Regions from separate parts of the Mus musculus genome. Here region 1 is linked to region 2. A link is a contact called in public HiChIP or PLAC-seq data. All regions are on one chromosome and are shown on one strand. The core of a region is the stretch at or near the end of the contact, and the rest is flanking DNA. Distances in the headings are between cores, read along the strand shown.

Region 1 (2,984 bases), core at 398-2,897, 250 kb before region 2:
ACCTATCACCTAAATATAATACCTGAAGTTACTACATAACTTATAGTATCTTAACTAATATCATTAGTAGCTATTCAAATAGCATCTACTTCCTGTTAGTTTTTACCCAAATAAGACATATGTATATGTGCATTTGTGAGTAGATATTTCAATTCATTTTAAAAACATCAAAATAAATATTGGGGCTAGTGATTTATCTCAGTTGATAGAGTTACCAACCTGCCTACCATGCTCAAAGCGCTGAGTTAAATCTCAGCCCATCATAATAAACCTGGCAGGATGGTACATGGCTAGGAGTTCTGGCTCAGATCAGTAGCTCAAGACAATCTGTGCTACATTGTGAGTTTAAGGCTGACTCAGAATGCATGAGGCCCTGACTCATGTGTATAGATAGATAGATGTGTATAGATAGATAGATACATAGGTACATAGATAAATATATAGATACATAGATAGATACTTAGATGATAGATACATAGGTATAAGCATACATACATACATACATACATACATACATAGATCAATACATACATACATACATACATAGATTGGTACATAAATAGGTACATACATACATACATCATACATGGATACATACATGGATACATAGAAACATAGATAGAAATGTGTGTGTACACATGAATACATGCTATCATTACCTACTCAAATTTACATTAATCAAAAACCCAATCCTTCCTAGTCACTGTGGATTTGATGTTTGTGTGTGTATTTTTCTCTGAAAATTTCCTTCTTTAGACTCTTACTTTGAGGAGCCTGCACATCCCGCTGCCCATTTTATATTCATCACCCCCCTTTTGAGATATTGTACCTATATGTTGCTTTTTTAAATGATAATTTCTCAAAAGACAGAAATTAGAAGTTGTCCCCACTCTTTTCATTTTGAAAGGTGGCAGGCACAACACCAGACGTCTTTAATCTTCTTCAGATCATCTGATATTTTCTTCTTGAGACTGTAGTGCGGATTTATCACTCCATGCAACTCGAAACATATATCAATGTCATCCCACACTAGATGATATATGATTTTCCTTATTGGAAAATTAGACACCTAATTTGCTAATTAGAATCATAGATCATAACTCATTATGATTTTTTAGGAAGCTTATTAAACAACAACAGAAGCCCTGCATTTTGTCATAGGAGCTTCTCCTAAAACAATAAAGTGAATCCCCAGAGAAGCAGTCTAAACGACATGTCACACGGAAGCAGTCTAAATGACATGTCACAAGGCTGTCTGTACTTCCATCAGGAAAGTGAAGAAACTTGAAAGAGTTGGAAAGATTTCTTTTCACCCCAGGTGGAGTTTGAAGGTTTTTCTAGCAGGTTCTTTCAGGAAGCCCGTTAACCTTCTGCTCTGTTGGCCTGTGGTCAGGGACTTCCCCCAACCTGCCTCCTGTCTTTTGACAATGAGCAGAAATTTGGCCTCTTAGGTTTTCTTTCTAGTCACCTGATAGGATTTCCCAGGACAGAGGTGTTAAGCCAGCTTTGATCTGACTTCCCATCTCCTTCCTGTGGATCACCCTGAGAAGAAAGAAGTTGCCTTTCCCCACCCCACCCCCACCCCAGGCGCTGACATCATGCTTCCGCTCCATAGGGCGGGGCGATGCGTGCCCATGTGCTCACAGAAGTGCAGGTCTGAGCAGGAAGTAGAGTTGTTTAAAGATAAGATACTCTCTTTGGCTTCCTTACCTTTGAGGTTATAGCAAACATCAAATTTCACGTGTGTGTGTGTGTGTGTAGACAATTGCATGTTAATACTTGCATGATTATATGGCATCATTGCTGTCATACTTCTAAAACATTTTTTCACTGTAGTATGGTGGTAAGAGGTGCCAATGTGGGAACTGGATTGTGTTTGAATCCTGCCTCCAAGTTATACCAGTGTTTGAACCCTCTGAACCTGAGGACATTCTTGGGGCTTTAGCTGGCAATAATGGCATCCACCCTGGAAAGGGGTGTGTGTGTGTATGTGCCCGCACGTGTGTGTGTGTGTGTGTGTGTGTGTGTGTGTGTGTGTGAGAGAGAGAGAGAGAGAGAGAGAGAGAGAAAGAGAGAGAGAGAGAGAGAGAGAGAGAGAGAGAGAGAGAGAGATGTGAAGCACTTGAATCAGCTTGATCTATCGTAAGCACAATTTGCTCATTATTTTTCTTCTGTTTTCAAGTATTCTCATCTGTAACCTGGATGATGAGGAGTCATATTTGCATTCTTTTTTTGTCATACTTGTCATTATTTTTTATTTACTTGTACATGGTCAACTGAAGGATGGAAAAGAAAAGAAGCCGATTGGGTTACTCTAGAGCCAGAGCTGCAGTTGAGAATCAGTTGTGTAGGTGGTGATTCTGGGGAGCAGCAGAGAAGAGGGGGAGGGATTCAGGGAAGAGAGGAAGTCAATGCAGGGTGGTTAGCAAGCTCAAGTCACAGTGGACATGGGAACTTAGACCTACAGGCAAGGTCATAGAATGCATCCAAAGGGCCCAACTCAGAGTGGAGAAACAGGGTTTTCTAGCCATCACTCTCTTGGGGATGATGTCAAGACGTGGAGGCACCCATTCTCAACCCTTGTAGTCTTCCACAAGCCCAGAAGAAAGAATGTTACACCCAGAGAATAGTTAGTAACCATCGTCTGCAAGGGCAGGAAGGGAGGCCACTGAGAAGTTTAAATAAATCATGACAGCATCAGCAACCCACTAAAAGTTTGTGGTATGGCCTTAATTATTCCTGATTTTTTTTTCAGACTTCATTATATCCTTTTTGTTCCAGGGTTGCTGTAAGCTCACTGGCATCTTGTACATGCTGAGGTACTCAGAGTAGCAAGAGATGGAAACTTCAGCAACACTGTTTCCAAGAGTGAGATGTATCGGGAAGACTTGGGCATTGTGGGTAATAGAGAACTACCTCAGAAAAGAGCTGGTATTAAGCACTAAGAATTGGTAGGGGTGTCTTTCTGACTCTCAAGCGTACTT
Region 2 (3,045 bases), core at 101-2,600:
CACACACTCAGACCGTGCCTAGATGCCTGCGGCTTAGACGAGCTTTTGTCAGCAGTGGGTAGGAAACCATTTAACAAAGGGAGTGAGTGAGACATGGGGAAAAGTAAGACTTTCCGGCTTTGCTATCCTTCGGGGACAGGGAGGAAATGGAAACTTCCTGTCACCAGAAATCCATGAAGTCTGAGCGGAAAATAGCCTTCCTCCTTAGACAGGATGGACAGAAAAATAGAAGCCGACATCTATGAGACCGTCAACTTGCCGCCAGGGTTTATTTAACTAACTGTTGTGCACAGTGGAGATGGTCTGTGGAACTTTTGCATGCAGTTTGAGTGAATGAATGAATGAATGAATGAGTGGGTGAATGAATGAATGAATGGAGTGCTTGAATGAGTGGATGAATGAATGAATGAGTGGGTGGGTGAATGAATGAATGGAGTGCTTGAATGAGTGGATGAATGAATGAATGAGTGGGTGAATGAATGAATGGAGTGCTTGAATGAGTGGATGAATGAATGAGTGAATGAATGTTGAATGAGTGGATGAATGAATGAATGAGTTAATGAGTGAAAACCCCCACTGAATCTGCTTAAGGAAGATATCCAGTCTTTCCAAACGCTTCTCCATCAGTTACCCCATTGCTGTCTTATGGCCCCTCCTGAGGTATGTGTGTGCACCTTCTGCCTCTACTGCTCTGAGCTTCAGCTGCTCCAAATTATAAAGTCAATGTGGGCAGATTTCTTCCCTTGGTCTCCTCACCTGGATCGTGACTGATCAGAGGAAATGGCATGGTCTTGGAACATGGATTCACCATATTTGTCAAGTCTCAGCCACAATCCACAGAAGCCAGCTTGAATGTTACTAATCCCGAGCATACATTCCATCTTGGCAAAACTACAAGGCAAACTCTCTCCCATATGGGTCCTTTTGCAGAACCAGACTAAGCATAGTTGCACAACCCATTTTCAATTTTGTGTTGGTTTCCCCATCAACTGTCTTGACCTGAATACATTTTTTAATGGGAACACCACACGCTAAGTTAGTCATTGTGGGCAACTTTCCTGAGTGAAGACAGGATCTGAACCAGGACTCTCACTGAAGTCTGAGAGTCATCTACATTTCCCATAATACATGACATTGAGGTTAGCTTTTAATTTCTTCTTGAAATTACAGAGCTTACTTTTTGGTTCTTTTGTCTTAGAAATAACTAGCAGCACACATGGGAAGCCTTTGATATTGGACATACAGTCATTCATAGAGCAAGCTTGCCAGTCTTTCATCAGCCGTCTCCAGGGCTCCTGCATCTCGTGTTTCCTGACTCGGGCCAGATAACATCTCCAATTCATGGTTACGCTAATGTGCTTTGCATACACCAGGTAATTGATTCTGCCCTGTGCAATCGCTGAGTCACAACACTGTAGTCAGAATCTTTTTTTTTTCTTTACCACATAACGGAAATAGACAAATCATTTCAGCATCTCTTCCCAAAACTGCCTCTCCGTGTGAGCTGAATGTAGGTCATAAAAGATAGGTCTGTGCAGAGAGATGTGCCATAGTTTCGTTTCAGGGCACTGTGTCCCCTGTTTACTAGCCTTATCCTGAGTGTCCCTAAAATGAGCCCCTTTTGTCTGCTCTTTTAATTTAAAAAGGTTGCCAATAAAATACTTTGAGCTGAACATTTGAACGCCATGTGTAAGACTCCTTTACAGGCATTACAGCATTTAACCTGAGGACTAAATGAGCTCATTGGCAAGATGAAGAACACAGGCTCACAGCTAAATAGACTTGCTCAAGGAGGAACTGAGATTAGGCTATGGGCTACTACAAGCCAAAGCCCGTGGTTCCCAAAGTATCTTAGCCTCGGAATGATCTAGAAGATCATACATACGGAACCTTAGGCCCATCTCTAGGCTGGACCACAGGTCTATCGTGGATGCTCCTGTGGAAGACCACACTGCCTTGTCACCTTTTGGTGGCTTAGTTTGTTTCTAGATGGATTTCTCCCAAGAAAGACAACTAGAGCAAGCAGTTGTGTTTGCCGAGAGATGTAGGGGGTGATTGACATTACAGCTGTTGCTTATCTCTTGAAATGGATGTTTTCTCCATCCCGGAAACGATACGGATGGAACAGCAGTGATGGACAGAGCACAGCAGGGCAGAGCTGGTGCACCCCTTCTCCGGGAGGGAGGTCAGAGTGCTCTGGTTTATATGGCTTGCTGATGGGGCAGTTTCAAACTGTTGATGGTTTATCAACCTGATCAGAGTTATTGAGTACTTAACCAGGGGCCCGTAAGCTAGCTCTAGCATACTATCAGACATAGAATATATGAAGAAATTTAACAGCATAATCTGAATATTCATTGTTTGTCTTGAATTGATGTGAGTCGCCCTCCCCCCAGTATCACTCTACCTGTTTGGGATCAGGACCCTACTCTCAAAGGTAGTTCCATGTCCCCCAAATCTTCATTTCTCACTGTTTCCAAGGAAATATTCTAACGGAGTCTGGGGTGTCATATACCTATGAATTAAACTAGTGGATGAGTCACTGGCAGAAAGAAAATGGAGGCCACCTTAAGGGTAGCTGCTTGCTACATGGAAAAAGCATCCTAGTATATTCCCGGATCCAATACGATCACCTCTAGGTCCATCCACCATTTTGGATTATTTGTCCCTGTGTTAAACATCCAGAAAAATCAACACATTTTGTAACTGCGCTGTGTCTGCTCTGTGTTCACAACCACAGCAAAAGTGCATACATAGTATATCCTTGAGCATCCCAGGAAAGGCTAGCTTTGACACTGCTCTACAGAAGGACAAACTGACTTTGTGAAATCAACTCGCTTTCATCCTGGCTGAGTCCACTCGCATGATAACCTGTGCCCACATTCTCTTGTTTTCCTGACTCGAAAAGAAAGGTATTTTATCTTCCAAGAAGCCAAGGAGAAAAACTAACTCCCAAATGAATCAACCAGAAAGATGATTCATAGTAGATATTAAATGTGAGCAAAACACTTCAGAGAAAGTATTGTGGGAGGAATTCAAGTAAGA

Evidence for each region. HiChIP or PLAC-seq counts read pairs in DNA pulled down with a chosen protein or histone mark.
Region 1: a BATF HiChIP or PLAC-seq map of CD8 T cells shows a contact between it and region 2, with 6 read pairs. The contact joins two enhancer-like sites. A contact is called at or near these places in 2 of 484 Hi-C or Micro-C datasets (bone marrow-derived macrophages and peritoneal macrophages), 2 of 115 datasets of contacts at active chromatin or transcription factors (CD8 T cells and T-cell acute lymphoblastic leukemia) and 1 of 9 other capture datasets (embryonic stem cells).

Annotation. Positions count from the first base shown.
Region 1 is chr10:118,417,769-118,420,752 of GRCm38.p6, reverse strand. No RefSeq gene overlaps it. Among named protein-coding and RNA genes, the nearest start is that of Ifng, 22 kb to the left of the region's middle. Within about 2 kb of position 1,647, at least 79 of the 459 cell types and tissues checked have an H3K27ac peak or open chromatin away from gene starts, as enhancers often do. A contact at or near this core is called in CD8 T cells and T-cell acute lymphoblastic leukemia, where this site is marked.
Region 2 is chr10:118,170,991-118,174,035 of GRCm38.p6, reverse strand. No RefSeq gene overlaps it. Among named protein-coding and RNA genes, the nearest start is that of Gm40775, 17 kb to the left of the region's middle. Within about 2 kb of position 1,350, at least 46 of the 459 cell types and tissues checked have an H3K27ac peak or open chromatin away from gene starts, as enhancers often do. A contact at or near this core is called in CD8 T cells and T-cell acute lymphoblastic leukemia, where this site is marked.